5 separate regions of the Mus musculus genome follow, and all the other regions are linked to region 1. The links are chromatin contacts, called in public Hi-C, HiChIP or PLAC-seq and promoter capture Hi-C maps. All regions are on one chromosome and are shown on one strand. The core of a region is the stretch at or near the end of the contact, and the rest is flanking DNA. Distances in the headings are between cores, read along the strand shown. Region 1 holds the start of Ghitm (growth hormone inducible transmembrane protein). Region 2 holds the start of Bmpr1a (bone morphogenetic protein receptor, type 1A). Region 3 holds the start of Wapl (WAPL cohesin release factor). Region 4 holds the start of A930038B10Rik (a long non-coding RNA gene). Region 5 holds the start of Nrg3 (neuregulin 3).

Region 1 (3,096 bases), core at 264-2,763:
GCTCCTAACCAAAAATAAAAGAGACATGTCTCTTATTGTAATAAATTATTTTCCACTGAGGCATTTCAGTAGCCTTCACACACACACACACACACAATAAAATAAAATAAAATAAAATAAAATAAATAAAAACCTTCACAAGAAGAGTGGTTTGTATGTATTCTGTTACTCAAGTGGAGCCTGAAGCTTGACAACAAACAAACAAAAATGTCATTGAAAAGTCAAAAGGTAAAAAAGAAAAAGAAAGAAAGAAAGAAGAGAAAAGAAAAAAGAAAAAAAAGAGAAAAGGAAAGGAAAGGAAAGGAAAGGAAAGGAAAGGAAAGAAAAACTCGGAAATAAACCCCTCTAGATCTCACCATCAGTAGTACACTCAAGAAGCAGGTTGGCTCTAATTTAAAAAAAAAAAAAATGCCACATTTGGTAGGAATGTTTTTATGGCAATTAGAAAAAATGTGTTATTCAATTTTGACACTATGCCCCACCCCCAGCCCCTGCCGCAGACTAGGTCTGTCTTACTCTGGCCATTCTGAAACTCACTACTATATAGACCATTGGCGTTATTTTCTGGCTAAACGCCCAAAACAAGAAACTCAACCAATGATTGTTTAACTATCCATCTAACTTCTAAAAGTTCCTAAAATTAAGGCTTAGTTTTCAGTACATACAAAAAAAAAATTGATCATAAGTTATAAAAACATAAACTTTATTAAAATGCTCAAGTTAATTTTGTGTATTGATATGTTCATACATGAGTTCATGTAGCATAATAGCTAAAGCAAAGTAGTGAAAATGCCTAGGTGGGTTCTGTCATTCCATAAATACAAAAGATTTGGTCCTGGCCTTATAATTAATTCAAAGTAAATTAATATATGCAGAACTCACTAAACCAGTATCAAATCCCTTAACATTTGCATAATGAATGAAAAGGAGAGCGCGTCAAGTACCTCTCACATAGCTCAAGACACCCTGCCTAGCCACAGCCCCAGCAGTGATAAAAATTAAGCAGTTAACGAAAGTCTGACTAAATTATACCTCTAAGGGTTAGTTAATTTCGTGCCAGCCAACGCGACTAGACGATTAACCCAAACTAATTACTCTCGGCGTAAAACGTGTTTTAAGAATGACTCTTAAATAGAACAAAATCCAATTTAAATGTGAAAATTCATTGTTAAACCTAAATCCAATAACAAAAGTAATTCTAAGCTGGCCTAGAGCTCACAGCGATCTACCTGCCTCCCCAAAAAGTGGGACTTAAGGAGTGCGCTGCCAACCAGTCCAACTCCCTTTTTCGCCCCCACACCTATTGGCAGCGAGTGCGCACAACGCACAACGCAGATGCCCAAAGCGTTTGCCAGTGTCGGCTTCCTTACTCGGACCCAGAAAGGACGCTGACTGTGACGTTTTCGAAACACAAACTTCCATTGGTCCGGTCTCCAAACCAAGCCCCGCCTTCGCCACTGCGCCCGCCCTTCCGTTAGAAGCCTGCTCTCGATTGGCTGCTTGTACTATTTACCTTTTGTCCGGATATTGCGTGACGCTGTGAGTCGCGCGGTTGCGGAGGAGCGGGCAGAGGGAGGTCGCACACTCTGAGTTTCGGTGACCCGGAAGGGAGCCCCGTGGTAGAGGTGACCGGAGCTGAGGTACTGCCTCGCGAGGCCTGAGAATTCCAGTCCTTGTGACGGGCGTCGGCACAGCGGGATCTGGGCTGGCTGCTACGGGCGGGGCGGGAAGGCCGGGCTCGTCCTCGCTCTTCATCTCCCTGGGCAGAGGGATGCTGAGTCAGCCGCTCGGGGACCCGCGCGGGGGCCCTAGCTGTCGGCGATCGGGTGCCGTGGGGGTGGTGCGTGGACGCGGAGGCAGCGGGCTAGCGGTGAGAGGGGAGGACCGGGCGCATCCGAACACTCAAGCTCAAGGAAGCGTTAGGAAGGGTCGCCACTAGTTCGTAGAGACCCAGCCCAGGAGCCGGTTTCAGACGTCCAGAATCTGCACTTAAATATATGGCAGATAACCCTCTTGGCTGTTCCACGACATAAGGCCACGCAGACTAGGTAGGCTCTGTTCGGGTCAGTAAGCTGAAGCCATAGGTTGAGATGATGTAATGGCATGAAAGTACCAAAAGGGCTCCGGGTTTTTTCCGCAAGGTCAGATGCCTAGAGCTGTGTGCACTTCGTAGTTCCGGAAATTCTTAACTTTGGAGGTGCTAGTTAAAACTTCTTTACATTCCTATAGTTTTAGGGTAATTCATGGGCGATTTCAAAGTCCCATTTTGGCCAAGTTTTCTTGTATTTAAATATTTTACAAATGGGGAGAAAGCGGAAATACAAATCACTTGCCTAAAATTCATCACAACTCATTGACCAGAAATGTGCCTTTAGCATCGCAGAAAGGCGTGTACTTAACTATTTATCGATATAGTCTAACTGGAACTGAGACAATTCAATTTTAGAATGTTGGGGGCAGGGGTTACCCTATTAAGAATACCAGAAGGTGTTTTAACAGGGAAACCTAGCAGGGCAATTTTGTTTATTTTGATTGAATGTTATGTAGTGGAATAATTTAATTTGAATGTATCTGTCGTATCTTAAAGGGAAGTAACATCTGACCTACTTGGTAGACATTTGCATGCCTGGCTTTTGTTCATGGTTTTTAGTCTCGAGTGGTTTAGTTATCTTTTCTCTGGATGATGTTTTTCTTGTGCTGAAATGTCACACAGATTCTTTTACTTTTACTCATTGAATGATGGAGTAAATATCAGGCCAAGCTATGTTTGTAAAATCTGTGATTGTGTCAACATAATAACATTGATTCTGTATTACATATATCTGGTCAAACTTGGATTTATATCATTGGCTGCCCATTCTAAACTAGATTTGTTGAGTCAGAAGGAACAAGGGAAGGATACAGCATTAAAAATTAATGAGGCCACTGTTCTGATTTTTTTCTTCTATTTAAATTAAGTTTCTTCTGATTTTGGCTACTATGTTTCCTTCTTAATTAACTAAATTTTTCCCCCCTCTACCTTTCTAACTAGCATTTCAGATCTGCTTAGTAAACCGGTGTATCGCCCACCATGTTGGCTGCAAGGCTTGTGTGTCT
Region 2 (3,096 bases), core at 427-2,926, 2.6 Mb after region 1:
CACCATTTGGTTCACTTGCCATGGTCTTCTCTGTCATAACACATGGATAGGCATAAGGCCTTTGGCCAACGAGTTCAAATCTCTTAGAACAAAAGGTCTGCTCTTTCTTTTCAAATTCAAGAGGGGTGGTATATAGAAATATCCGGAAAGAAAAGTCACCATTTTTAGTGGATGCAAGAAACCTCTCTGATATCACACTATTCCTTCAGTGCAGTGAGAATATTGCAATGACTCAAGACCCAGACAGCTCAGAAAAAAGACGAGAGAATGTGACTCAAATGTAACAAAAGACAATGGAGGCACTGATGGCCCTAAAGGCAAAAGCTGACGGAGGAGAAAGGGGGCACGAAGGACAGTTAGTTAAAACTAGAATATAAGGGACTGTACATATTTTCAGCTGAATATGAGGGAATACCGTGGGATCTAAGTTTTGTTTTGCTTTTTCCCTCCAGGCCAGAATGTGTGTAAATACACAAGTATGAAGTGCCTGGCACAGTTTCTTCCTTCACTCTTTCTTCTGTCTATTTTAAACAATTTCCCAAGAGATTTATAGTTTTCTCAGAAAAGTGAATTAACAGAACGAATACGAAATATTTGTTGAAATACTTAAACGGAAGAGGTTATATATTTAACGACTGGTTTAAAAAGGGATTATCTTTTCCTTCTTCATCCACAGGCCACTGAATACTTTTAAGGGCATTTTGCATGGCGAATGAGAGGGGAAAGGGAGAAAAGAGGTAGTGACAGTTCTTTGCATTTTTCTAAAAGGATGGAAAGAGCCTCGGGAGGGTATCCGAGGTCACTCGGCTGAGCCAAAGGTGGATTGAGAGTCGTATTTATAGTCCGCTGACTTCAGTTCAGCCGGCTCTCGCCGCTCCTTATCTTACGCCCGAGGAATTCGCAGGCCCGCGGATCACAAGCCACCCCAGCGGCGGGGCCCCCGGGCCGAAACCAGGCTTTCGCTACGTGATCCGGAGAACGCGTGCACCTCCACGTTCCTCCCGGCGGGCCAGAACCAGAGAGCACCGGGGGACGGGGAAGGGAGGGGGTGAGTAATGAATGCAGTGTGCCTTACATCTTTCTTTGCAACCACAACTACGAGACGGGCAACCGATCCCGCACCGGGAGCCTCGGTGCCCTCGGAGCCACCGGGCCGCTTCTCCCGTGGAGCCCGAGCTCCGGCTCTAGAAGGAGTGTGCCCGCATCGTCCACTTCACGCAGCTTTGCCCCAGTGGGCCCCTCCGTCACGCGTGCGGTGGCGGCGGCGGCGTGCGCTGAGGGGCGACCCCCTCCCCTCGGCAAACCTGGCGCCCCCGTGCCGGCGGCCGGGCCTCCTTCCCGGCAGAGGGGCGCCGAACTCCACGGGCCCTTCGGGCGCTTCCGCCGAGCTCTCGGCTCGGTTCGTGTCCGGGGCGGGGCCGGCGCCCCGGCGCGGGTGCGCGCAGAGCTGGCGGGCCCTTCCCAGTGCGCGCGCGCCGGCGCCTCTTGCTCGCCCGAGCCGCCCCTCCCCCCTCCCCCGCTGCCCCTCCCCCGCCCCGCGAACGAGCGAGCGTCCTCCGCGGCTGAGGCGGCAGAGATTGGAATCTGCTTGCCCGCCGCGCGGAGGAGGAGGAGGAGGAGGGCGGAGGGAGGAGGGAAGGGCGGGGAGGGAGGCTCGAGCTCCCGCGCGTCGGCCCCGCGCGAGACGACGACTGTACGGCCGCGCGAGGGGCGACCGGGCCCGGGCCGCTGCACGCCGAGGGCGGAGGCCGAGCCGGGCCCCGCCGCCCCGCGGCTGTCCGTGCCCGCCCGCGCCGAGCGCCGGAGGATGAGTTTCTCGGGATCCCGGTGAGTTGGCGGGTGGCGACGGAGTGCGGGTGCGCCGCGGGAGGCCGGCGAAGTTTGGGGGCGACGGTGGCGGCGCAGGGGAGGCCGCGACGCGCCTCCGCGGGGCCTGCGGGAGAGACCCCCCGGCCCCGCGGCCCGGCCCGCCCGCGCTTGCCCTTTTGTTCGCCTTCGCACCACTCCGGGGACGCTTCTGGAAGCCTTAAATGGGAACGGTGCTCTGCTCCCGCTCCGGAGCTGCGCGGCGGCTGCTGCGGGGACTGGGTCTCGGGACCCTGCTAGAGAACGAGAACGAAGCGTGTTCAGTGCGGGGACGGAGGCCGGGCGAAGTGCTCGGCCCGCCCGCCAACTTGGCTGCGGGAAGGCGCCGGGTTTCCCCCTCCGTCCCTGCGAGTTGGTTCACCTGTTGTTCTGCGCGGCCTCCGCTGCCATGTCTGTTGTGATTCTGCACTTCGATTTCGTAAAACTTTGTGCTGGGTTGCGTTACATCCCCCCAACCCCCGTTTCAGACTCCTAGCGGAAAGATCTGGCAAAGAAAAGGAAAATTAAAAATTAAAAAAAAAAAACCAAAACCAAAAATCCCAAACCTCCAACGCGGCAGGGAAGAAAAATAATAACGCCGTGTGTTAGTCGTGCCTGGCGTTTTTGTGACTTGTAAGTCGTGGTGTGGATCTTTTTCATTTGGTTAAAGAGCTGCAGGCTTTCTCTTTTAAACAGCTTACAAACCGTTCTGACTACATGATACGAACTTAGCACCGGTGTCACGCCATTTACTTCTTAAGATAACCCTGGTTATTGTATTCTTTGTTGCTTTAGAAGAGGAAACCGAGACGCAGAGGTTTAAATAACTTAGATAAGTGAGCCGGGATTGAACCCAGGGACGTCGTATTCAAGAGTATGGCCTTCTTACTAAAGCAAAATTGTGCAAAGACCTAGGAGCGTTGTCTAGTTATTCACGAACTCCTGTGTTGCTTCAGTTGTAAACCGACTTGTGTTTGCTCGTGAGGGGAAATTAAACTTCGAGATAAAATAAAAGGTAATTTAATGCTTATCATTGTTCTCGAACTAAAAGATGTTGAACAAAACTATCTTAGTTTTTGTTTTTTTGTTTTTTTTTTAGTGTCAGAACTAAACTATGAACACTTCTTGGGAACCCAGAGTTTATGGAAAACAGATTTAAAATTGGAATGGGTTTTTAATTAAACCTGTACTCTGTTTTATATCCTCGCCGCCGCCCCCCCCCCCCCAAATCTAGGGGGAGACCTTTTTAAC
Region 3 (3,096 bases), core at 214-2,713, 2.5 Mb after region 1:
TATTTTTAAAAGATCACGTCTCAGAAATATTCGCTGATGTATTAACATCATTAAATATTGATGAAATATCAGTGATTTTTTTAATATTAAGGAATGGGGAGCGTACTGATTAGAAAATATGGTTGAGTTATTATGTACAGAATCCAGGAGATATGAGTACAAGAGTTACGTGATTGCTTTTACTGTTTTCCATAACGTCCATTTTAAAAAGTCAGCAGACTACTGCGATGGCATTATCTAAGCTTAACATATGTACAAATTCAGCATATATATTTGGCATGACGTTTTACGCACATTTCAGACACACTATCTTGTTCTGGCTTCAAATTTCACCAACAGTCCTAACTAAAAAGGAAAAGAAGGTTCACAACTGATTGTTTTCGATTTGGGAGGCCTTCGCTTCATCCCAAAGCCCAGCTGACTTTTGATGGAAGTGCACTGCGATTTAAATTAGGGAAAGGGTATACAAAACAACCAACCAACCTCCTTACACTGAAGCTGTAAAGAAACCTAGCCACTTCCAGGAAAGACACCCAAGGTAATGCATTAGGGGGGCTTCAATAAAGAGAGGAGAGTGGAATGGGCAAACAGAAACCCTCACCTGAGGCTGCGAGTGCGCCCGGAGGCTGGAGCCGAGACACCCCTCGGGCTGGACACTCACGCAACTTTTCTCCTCCCAACCCCCACAGCCTAGGAAAGGGATGTCGCTTCGGACGCCCCGGAAGCTTCTGCTACCGAGTCCCCGAAGCAAGGCCTCTCGGTGACGGCTAGAGGCGGAGGAGACGACGGGGAAAAAGAATTCGGGACTCAAATCAACCGGACCGGGTTTGGAAAAGAGAAGTCAAATCAAGTAGCCGGAGAAGAACTCAAAAGGCAAAATTAAGAGGTGGGAAGGGAAAGAGTTTCTTGCGATCCTCCGGTGCCCAACTTCCTTAGAAGCCAGGTGAGCAACGAGCCTCGCGCCGCCCCTGCCGCCTCCACCCGCCCCAACTCACTCCGGGCCTAGGCAGCCGCCCGAGACCTCACTTACCCTCGGCGCCTGGCGGGTGCTTTGGCCTCGGGCCGCCTCCGCCTCTCCGGCTCCCAACGGCCCGCGGGCGGGCGCGGGAGCCCCGCGCGAGAGACCAGTGCCGACCGGTGCCACCGAGAGGGGCGAGGGGCTCTGCTGCCGTCACAGTCCGCGGCTCCGCTTCGGTAAATAGGAAGCTCGGGCGACAGGGGGGGTGGGGGGTGAGCGGCGGCCCCGCAACTTCCCTCCCCACCTCAGGCGCGCCGGCCGGACAGGGCCTAGGCCTCCCTGGCGGCCGCCGCCGGTGCCGAGCCCGCTACGTGCCCCCGCTGGGCCGCCGCCGCCTTCTGCGCCGCCGCCTCCGCCGGTGAATGGTCAGCGCTGGAGTTTGAACAGGGCCCTGAACCATCTCAACGCCATTTGCGCTCCCGGCCCCCCACCTCCTTCCTCCAACAGCCGCTCGCTCCGTCACTCCGCTTCCCACAGGCCCCGCGCGGCCGCCCGACTCCGCAGCCAATCGTACGGCCTCTTACTCAAACCGCCGCGCAGGCGCCGCGCCCCGCACGCGCCGGCTACCACCATTGGTCGGACCGCGTGGCCCGACGGGAGTTGTAGTTCTCTCTTCCGCAAGGTCCTGGTGTCTAAAGCCCGGTTCCGGAGCTGGCGAACGGTATAGGTTCTGGCTAAGGGCCTGCTGGACTTCACCGACTCCGGAGCCAGTCCCAGTTCCTAGCCACGCGACGAGACGCAGGTGCAGCGCGGGAAGGCTCGCGGCACAGTGCAGGCAGCTGTGTCAATCGTTTCCCCTCCAGGGACCCTCCGGTGTCTAGGGACAGAGACTTGTGCAGCTGCGCCGAGCCTGCTGGGCCACCGCCCGGACCTTGGAGGCGGGGAACTTGGGGCCGCCTTTGACCTGGTCTGACGGTGCGAGAGAGCCAACGCAGGTAAACGAGCAGCGAAACCTGGAGCAGTCGGGTGCTGGTCTCCTCGCAGCCGGGATCCGCTTCAGCCGGCCACTTCATCCTCTCTCTCCTTTCTTGTTCAGTCCCCACTACGGAGTTCTGTCCCCTACCTGTTAGCAATGACACCCCACACCCCCACCCCACCCCCGCTCCCCGAGTATTTTATGTTACTAAGGAATTATCGTCATCCTTATCGAACGTGCTTACGGTAATGTGGCTTTAAATTTAAAACACACACACACACACACACACACACTAAAGTGTTGATAGGTAAAATGATCCAATACGTTTATTTTGTTTTAGACTAAGCCTCTGGAAACTGGGAAAGAAGGGAATAAATTAACTGAGGATGTCCTTCGATGTTGGAGCTGTGGGATATGTACACATATGCTATCATACCAGTATTTATGTCTCAAATTGTTCATAATAAAGTTTTGGTTTGGGGGGGACGGATTGTTTGTTTTGGTTTGGGTTTTCAACTAACTAGTCCCGGACAAGAAGGTAGTGAATGATGGACGGAGTATTTTTAAGTTTTCTTCTGCAGAGACTTTTTTTCATGTCAGTGAATCACCTGGTTGAGAAACTTGGAGAGGTTTTATTTTAAACCTTCAATGAGAAAATAGCTTTCTAAAACAGTTTCCCTTAGGAGAAGTGAGTGGTCAGTCATTGGCCTTGCAGCTAATGGAGACTCATCTGAGAAATTAGAAAACTACTAATTGCTTTTAGTGAAAAGACAACCTCTTCTGCCAGATTTGCTTTTAAAGACTCCTCAAATTTCAAGCTCCCTCCACTGTAGTCAATGGATTTTTCCAACAAAGCTAAAAAGGAAAAATAAAAACTTCTGACTGAGAGGATAAGTTAATAGTAGAGTTTTTCTCCAGCATGCCCTTGGTTAGATGCCCTTGGCACTCCCTTCTGCCACCCTCTTAAAAATAAAAAACATGAGCACTTCCCAATAGGAATTTAAGGTGGATTTTCAACACTTGAATTGTTTTCCTTTTGATCCTAAGTTCATAACTTACATTCTTGCATTTGCAGTTTCCCCAGTATCAGCCTGACTGACTTCACAGCAGGCCATCGCCTCTTAACTTATGCTAAGGAACCAGTCTTGCACTATATATGGTA
Region 4 (3,096 bases), core at 351-2,850, 2.4 Mb after region 1:
TGTAGATAGAAAATGGCTGGGATCTCAGTTGTGCACTTTGCTCTCCTCCAGTCTAGCTTTCCTTCTGTGTGATTCTAATATATCACTCATAACACCTAAAAATAAATGTCTTTACTATGAGTCCGGGTGTGCTATTTCCATCTGGACACGCAGTAGCTCATGCATGGCATACGAGCGCTGTTCAGTGAGCCAAAGGCTGCGTACAGGATGTGGTTTGACCAAGTCTAGTGTATATATAGCAGGAGATTGGGACAAGAGAGCTATTTTTATAAGAACTGTGCTTAAGTTTTCATCCCAGATGACAGAAGTGTGAAGTAGAAGAGGCTGGAGAAGTGGTGCACATGCCTGTGGTATTTGGTTCTTGCTGTTGCATTTTCCACGGGATGCCATGCAACTATCTAAAATGCTGACAACTGTAACCTCCCAAATTTGTCCTCTACTATCTCAATTCAGTCACCAAATGCCATCTGAAGGCTCACATGGCCAGTCATGCAAAAATACATGCTCAAGTAGTTTAGAAACCTGTTCATGGTCTACGGGTTCAACTCAGGATGTGGGTTCCACCCCAAAGCCAGGCCCAGACATACTGACGATACTAAATGTCTAAACCTAAGTTCCAGAGAAGTGTTTGTTTGTATGTATGTATGTTTGTTTGTTTGTTTGTTTAGGTGGTGGTAATACAGTGCTACAGTCCTGGGATGAACCCCAGGGCCTCAATGCATATTAGGCAAACTTCCTACCACTGATCTATTGTCCCATCTACCCTTTCACACCTCCTGGGTAACTGGCATTGCAGTTGTATGTCAGCAGGCATGGCTATAAAGATCAGTTTTATGTGTGTTGTCAGGGGTCAGGGGTGGCACAAATCTATAACAAATCCCAGCACCAGGAGGCTAAGGTGGGAAGATCAAGAGCTTTAGACCAGACTGGACTATAAGATTCCATCTCAACAAACAAGTGTTTAGGTTCAAATGCCAAAAGCTTTAACAGTGAAAGGACAGGTGTAGTGCCACACACTTGTAATCACAGCATTTGGAGAGTAGAGGGAGGGGAATCGGAAATGCAAGGTCAGTCTCTACTGTACAGCAAATTTGAGGCCAGCAGGGCTGAAACCCTCTGTCAAGGAGATAAAGAGAGAGGAATGGGGAACGGAGGGGAAGGAGAGGGGAAGGAGAAGGTGGGGGAGAGGAGGAGAGGTTTAGAGGGAGAGACAGACAGAGACAGAGACAGAGAGACAGAGGGGGAAGGATAGAAAGAGAGGAAGAGAGGGGGAGGAAGAGAGAGACAAAGAGAGAGAGGGAGGAGAAAAAGGGAGAGAGACAGAGAGACAGAGACAGACAGAGAAAGAGAGGGAGGGAAAGAGGGTGGCAGGGAGTAAGAGAGACACACACACACACACACACACAGAGAGAGAGAGAGAGAGAGAGAGAGAGAGAGAGAGAGAGAGAGAGAGATTTTCAGTGAGGTCCTAAGCAGTGTCCACCCAGGTCCTTGAACTATTTCTTCTAAACATGATGCTTACCCCAGGTTTTCTAGGTTTCTCCATTGACTGTCCCCCTTAGAAGATTATTTTAAGGTCACCTTTGTCCAATGTTCACTCTTTCAGCTGTATAAATATTACCCAATAAGTCACATTGACTTTCTCCTGTAGTTTTGCTACCTCTAAGTTAATAATTTGCTTAGTTTTCTGACTAGTCAGGGAAGTCTGTCCGACACACAAATTGCATTATCAGTCACTCAACCTGGAGGTAGCCTCTCAGATTAATCTTGTTTTTCTTAACTAAAATCTTCCTAGAGTGTTAATGCTTCAAATTACCGCTTCTTTGGGACTTCATTTTCTTTTATGTGTGTATGCCAGTGTTTCCCTGATTTGCCCAGTCTGCTTTGAACCACAATCCTGCAGAATCAGTCTCCCAAGTGCTGAGATTCTGAGCCTGCATCATTGAACACAGCTCTCTAGATCCTTAAATGGGATTTTCCTTGCTAAGACAAATTGGAATTTATTTTTAGCAACTGGTCAAGATAAAGTTATTCTAAGCTACACTCCTAACATGTTGTGTATTGAAACATGAACAAAACCAGTTTCCTGACATCAACAAACTCTGGATGGGGTGACTCGGGAACCAACAAGAAGTAATACCACCAGAGGAGGAGGGATCGGGGTGCCGGAACCGGCTTGGGCATCGAATAGATATGGATTTAATCCTGGTCCTTTCTGCCTCTGTGTGAGTCTAACTGGGCATGATAGGCTCTCCCCACCATGAATGTGAAGCTGGTGAGAGCAACAAGAAGGGAGCCTTACCTGCAGCAGCTGAAGATCACATAAGGCTCGTTTCCAAGTCAGCATATTCTGAGACCGATGGTGTGCAGGACCAGCGTAGGGTGCAACACTCAGATGATAATGGAATTACAATGATCTCACTTGCTGAGGGAGGGCTTCTGAAACATTCTCCACCCGTGACCTCTTTACACCTGTGTAGAAGTTTTGTCCTGGTTCTTTCTACCTCCCAGCCCCATGCTCCCAGGAATTAAGACTCAGGCTCAAAATATATTTATAAATATCTTGGCCATATAACTAGGTTCTTATCTGAGTAGGTCATAATTTATGATTACCCGTTTATTTTAATCTATATTCTGCCATGTGACTAGTCACCCGTGCTCAGATACCATGTGTCTGTCTTGTTACATCTTCCCAGGCAAATCTCCTGCTCCTGGCTCCCAGAATCCTTTCTGCCTCCCGAATGTCCTACCTATTTTGTGCCTAAGCCATAGGCTATCAGATTTATTTTGTCAAGTGTACAACCATACAGACATAAGATATTTTTTATATATACATGTGAAATTATTTTTATTACCTTGATTGATTGATTGATTGATTGATTGTGTATGTGCACATGAGTATGCACACAGCGTGGCTTGCACGTGGAGGTGAGATGACAACTTGAGGGTATCAGTTCTCTCCTTCTGCCTTATGGGACAGGGATGGAATCCAGGTGTTTGAGCTTGGCACCACTTGAGACTCAGTTTCTATTTGACCTTGGAGACACACTGATATAAAGTAGGTATACAAATCATTTGCTGGCAGTAGCTCATAAA
Region 5 (3,096 bases), core at 273-2,772, 2.3 Mb before region 1:
GAGGTACGTGATAAGAAAGATGCCATTCTCACTCTCCCATCCTTGCATGACACTTGTAAAAAATAAATAAATGAAAAAAAAAAGCCTCTTTCGTTTCTACCTTAGCCGAGAAATCTGGGTAGGGTGGGAAGCATCGCTTTACAGGACCAGCGTATGTATATCATGGTAGCCCTGGCTCTTGCCCGTTTCCTGTCTGTGCTATACCTGGTCCTCAGGGAGGTACCACAGTGTACCCGAGATTGGAAATACTCTGATCTCCCTCTACCAAAAGGAAGAAACCGGCTATGAAATTTAAGAGACTAGCCAGCATCTTTTCTCATCTTCGCCTCTCGCCTTGTTTCCCAGGGCGTACCTACATTTAAAGATAATACTTTTTAAAAGGTAAGTTAATGGCTTCGAGATCTGATCACAGAAAGGTCGTCTGCTTCAGCAGCAGCTCTCAGCAACTCCAAAGCAAAGGTGGTTCTCTGTCCAGCCGCACCGCGGCGGGGCAGGGGAGCTCAGAGGCGCCCTCCCACCTAACACGCCCGTGCGCATTCTCCCAGCAGCTTCAGTGTCTGACCCCGCAGGATCCACACCAGAGACCTGTTCACGGCTGCTCCACAGAGCTCCTAGTGCCGTACTTCTCCAACGGGGGTCCGCTTGGATCATTTATTTATCTAGCACACAGTAAGACAGCACCATTAGGTGTTGGTGGGAGGCGCAACTCTGCCCGAATCCCACCCTGTCCGCGGCGACTCTACACACAAACACACACACACATACACCCGAAGCCGCCTGGTTGAGTGCAAGAAAACGCTTGGAGCAGCGGTCACGACGTCCGGGACCCCTGTCGCTATCTCCCATTTTTGCTAGCCCGGGTCGGCCAGGCAGCGTCACCGGAGCTGTTTGGTATCCTCTGCGTGCTGGTCGGGGTGCGCCCCGGGGTACCCCGCTCCTGAGCGGCGGGGTAGCTTGCTGGAGTTTGACTCACGGTGGCGGCGGCAGTAGCGGCGCAGAGCCGCGGGCGGCGGGAGCGAGGCGAGCCCGGTCGCTCGCCCTCCGCGCTGCTCTAGGATTGGTTTCTCCCGGAGAGCGTTGACCGAGGGTTGGCTGCGGGCCGGCTGAAGAACAGGTGCACCTCATCGCCCAGGCTCGCCGAGTAACCACCGTGCAACGCTGCGTACGGGCTGGGCGAGGGGCTGCTAGGTTGGCCCCCTGTGTCGGAATGCGGCTTGTCGGCGCCCAGCATCCAGCTACTGCTCGCCGGGGCCCCTGAGGGTGACGTGAGGATTTGAGGTGGGGACAGCGGCGGTGCGGCCGGACGCCCCAGGGAGCGGGCCGGGCGCGGCGCACCGAGGATGCCGGCGAGGCTGGAGCGCACACAGGCGGCGGGCAGCATCAGCACCAGCGGCAGCATCAGCATCAGCATCCAAGGCAGCATCAGCATCAGCATCAGCGGCAGCATCAGCACCACCGGCAGCCGAGGGACCCCGTCGCGCAGGAGGCACCTAGGCGGGCTGCAGACTCGCCCCGCCGCTCCCTGACCGGCCGGCGGCGCCCGGGCCGGTCTCGCCCCTCTACCGAGCGCCTCGCCGCCCCCTCCCCGGCCCGCGTCCCCTCCCCCGTCCTCTCCTCCCCGCCCGCCGCCCGCCTCTCGGGGGGAGGGGCGTGGGGGCAGGGAGCCGATTTGCATGCGGCCGCCGCGGCCGCTGCCTGAGCCGGAGCCCGCCGCCGCCGGAGCCCGCGCCCGCGCCCGCGCCCGGCCCGCGCGGCCCCATGCCTCTGGCGCGGCCCTCGGGGGGGCGAAGGTGAAGATCGGCTCCTAGGATGAGTGAAGGGGCGGCCGGTGCCTCGCCACCTGGTGCCGCTTCGGCAGCCGCCGCCTCAGCCGAGGAGGGCACCGCGGCGGCTGCGGCGGCGGCGGCGGCGGGCGGGGGCCCGGACGGCGGCGGAGAAGGGGCGGCCGAACCTCCCCGGGAGTTACGCTGTAGCGACTGCATCGTGTGGAACCGGCAGCAGACGTGGTTGTGCGTGGTGCCTCTGTTCATCGGCTTCATCGGCCTGGGGCTCAGCCTCATGCTGCTTAAATGGATCGTGGTAGGCTCCGTCAAGGAGTACGTGCCCACGGACCTGGTGGACTCCAAGGGAATGGGCCAGGACCCCTTCTTCCTCTCCAAGCCCAGCTCTTTCCCCAAGGCTATGGAAACCACCACAACAACCACTTCTACCACGTCCCCCGCCACCCCCTCTGCCGGCGGCGCCGCTTCTTCCAGGACGCCTAACCGGATTAGCACCCGCTTGACCACCATCACACGGGCACCCACCCGCTTCCCTGGGCACCGGGTTCCCATCCGGGCTAGCCCGCGCTCTACCACAGCACGGAACACTGCTGCCCCTCCGACGGTCCTGTCCACCACGGCCCCTTTCTTCAGTAGCAGCACGCCCGGCTCCCGACCCCCGATGCCAGGAGCCCCCAGTACGCAGGCGATGCCTTCCTGGCCCACTGCGGCGTATGCTACCTCCTCCTACCTCCACGATTCCACTCCCTCCTGGACCCTGTCACCCTTTCAGGATGCTGCTGCCGCCTCTTCCTCCTCACCCTCTTCCACCTCCTCCACTACCACCACCCCAGAAACTAGCACCAGCCCCAAATTTCGTAAGTAGACGCCTGGCCATGCCGTGCTTCACTGCCAAGTTTTTTTCTGCTCTCCAGCTTTCCTTTCTGCTGGTTGTCACTTCCCCATGCACGTTTGGGGCAGAGTGTGAGGCTATGATTAAAACTAGCCTCAAGGGGGCCAAAGGTGCGGGTCTATGCTGTGCCTGTGTGCGGAATAGGGGCATCAGGCGAACTAAGGATATCTCTGAGCTAGGGTTCATACTTCAGTGGGTCCCAAATGAGAATAGACTCCTGTCTCCAATCAAAGGGTTAAGGCGAGTCCAAATCCTCACTGCAGATTTGAGAGTGAGCCCAGGTTGTGTTCCCCTTACTGGCCTGGGAGAGATGGTGCACCCAACCCTTCCCGCCCTCCTGTGGGAAGCTTTTCTAAGCACAGCCAAAACTGGCCTATGAAAGACCACAAAGGGAAGTTATGACCAGTGGAGGGGGGAGGGCGG

The links. Promoter capture Hi-C pulls out the DNA fragments that hold promoters and counts their contacts. Hi-C and Micro-C count contacts between places; a contact is called where the count stands out from the background. HiChIP or PLAC-seq counts read pairs in DNA pulled down with a chosen protein or histone mark.
Region 2: a contact with region 1 is called in an H3K27ac HiChIP or PLAC-seq map of thymic regulatory T cells, with 14 times the contacts expected there. The contact joins the promoter of Bmpr1a here to the promoter of Ghitm in region 1. A contact is called at or near these places in 1 of 484 Hi-C or Micro-C datasets (CD8 T cells) and 2 of 115 datasets of contacts at active chromatin or transcription factors (astrocytes and thymic regulatory T cells).
Region 3: a promoter capture Hi-C map of pre-B cells shows a contact between it and region 1, with 14 times the contacts expected there. The contact joins the promoter of Wapl here to the promoter of Ghitm in region 1. A contact is called at or near these places in 7 of 39 promoter capture datasets (the C10 cell line, cranial neural crest, hippocampal neurons and 3 more), 5 of 484 Hi-C or Micro-C datasets (B cells, CD4 T cells, CD8 T cells and 2 more), 5 of 115 datasets of contacts at active chromatin or transcription factors (astrocytes, embryonic forebrain, embryonic limb bud and 2 more) and 1 of 9 other capture datasets (adipose tissue).
Region 4: a contact with region 1 is called in a Hi-C map of pre-B cells, with 6 times the contacts expected there. The contact joins the promoter of A930038B10Rik here to the promoter of Ghitm in region 1. A contact is called at or near these places in 3 of 484 Hi-C or Micro-C datasets (CD4 T cells, centrocytes and pre-B cells) and 3 of 115 datasets of contacts at active chromatin or transcription factors (astrocytes, embryonic stem cells and thymic regulatory T cells).
Region 5: a contact with region 1 is called in a promoter capture Hi-C map of hippocampal neurons, with 6 times the contacts expected there. The contact joins the promoter of Nrg3 here to the promoter of Ghitm in region 1. A contact is called at or near these places in 1 of 39 promoter capture datasets (hippocampal neurons) and 4 of 115 datasets of contacts at active chromatin or transcription factors (astrocytes, embryonic hindbrain, large pre-B cells and 1 more).

The regions. Positions count from the first base shown.
Region 1 is chr14:37,133,739-37,136,834 of GRCm38.p6, reverse strand. It overlaps Ghitm (growth hormone inducible transmembrane protein), which reads left to right and starts at 1,513. Exons shown (of 9, transcript NM_078478.5): 1 at 1,513-1,640; 2 at 3,032-3,096. The coding sequence starts at 3,071.
Region 2 is chr14:34,501,126-34,504,221 of GRCm38.p6, reverse strand. It overlaps Bmpr1a (bone morphogenetic protein receptor, type 1A), which reads left to right and starts at 1,676. Exons shown (of 13, transcript NM_009758.4): 1 at 1,676-1,827.
Region 3 is chr14:34,672,295-34,675,390 of GRCm38.p6, reverse strand. Wapl (WAPL cohesin release factor) reads right to left here and starts at 1,463. Exons shown (of 19, transcript NM_001004436.4): 1 at 1,031-1,463. It overlaps 5830448L01Rik (RIKEN cDNA 5830448L01 gene), which reads left to right and starts at 723. Exons shown (of 1, transcript NR_165636.1): 1 at 723-2,420.
Region 4 is chr14:34,758,699-34,761,794 of GRCm38.p6, reverse strand. A930038B10Rik (a long non-coding RNA gene) reads right to left here and starts at 1,600. Exons shown (of 5, transcript XR_001781218.2): 1 at 1,523-1,600.
Region 5 is chr14:39,471,514-39,474,609 of GRCm38.p6, reverse strand. Nrg3 (neuregulin 3) reads left to right here and starts at 1,522. Exons shown (of 10, transcript NM_008734.3): 1 at 1,522-2,638. The coding sequence starts at 1,810. LOC432842 (a long non-coding RNA gene) reads right to left here and starts at 2,181. Exons shown (of 1, transcript NR_131973.1): 1 at 1-2,181.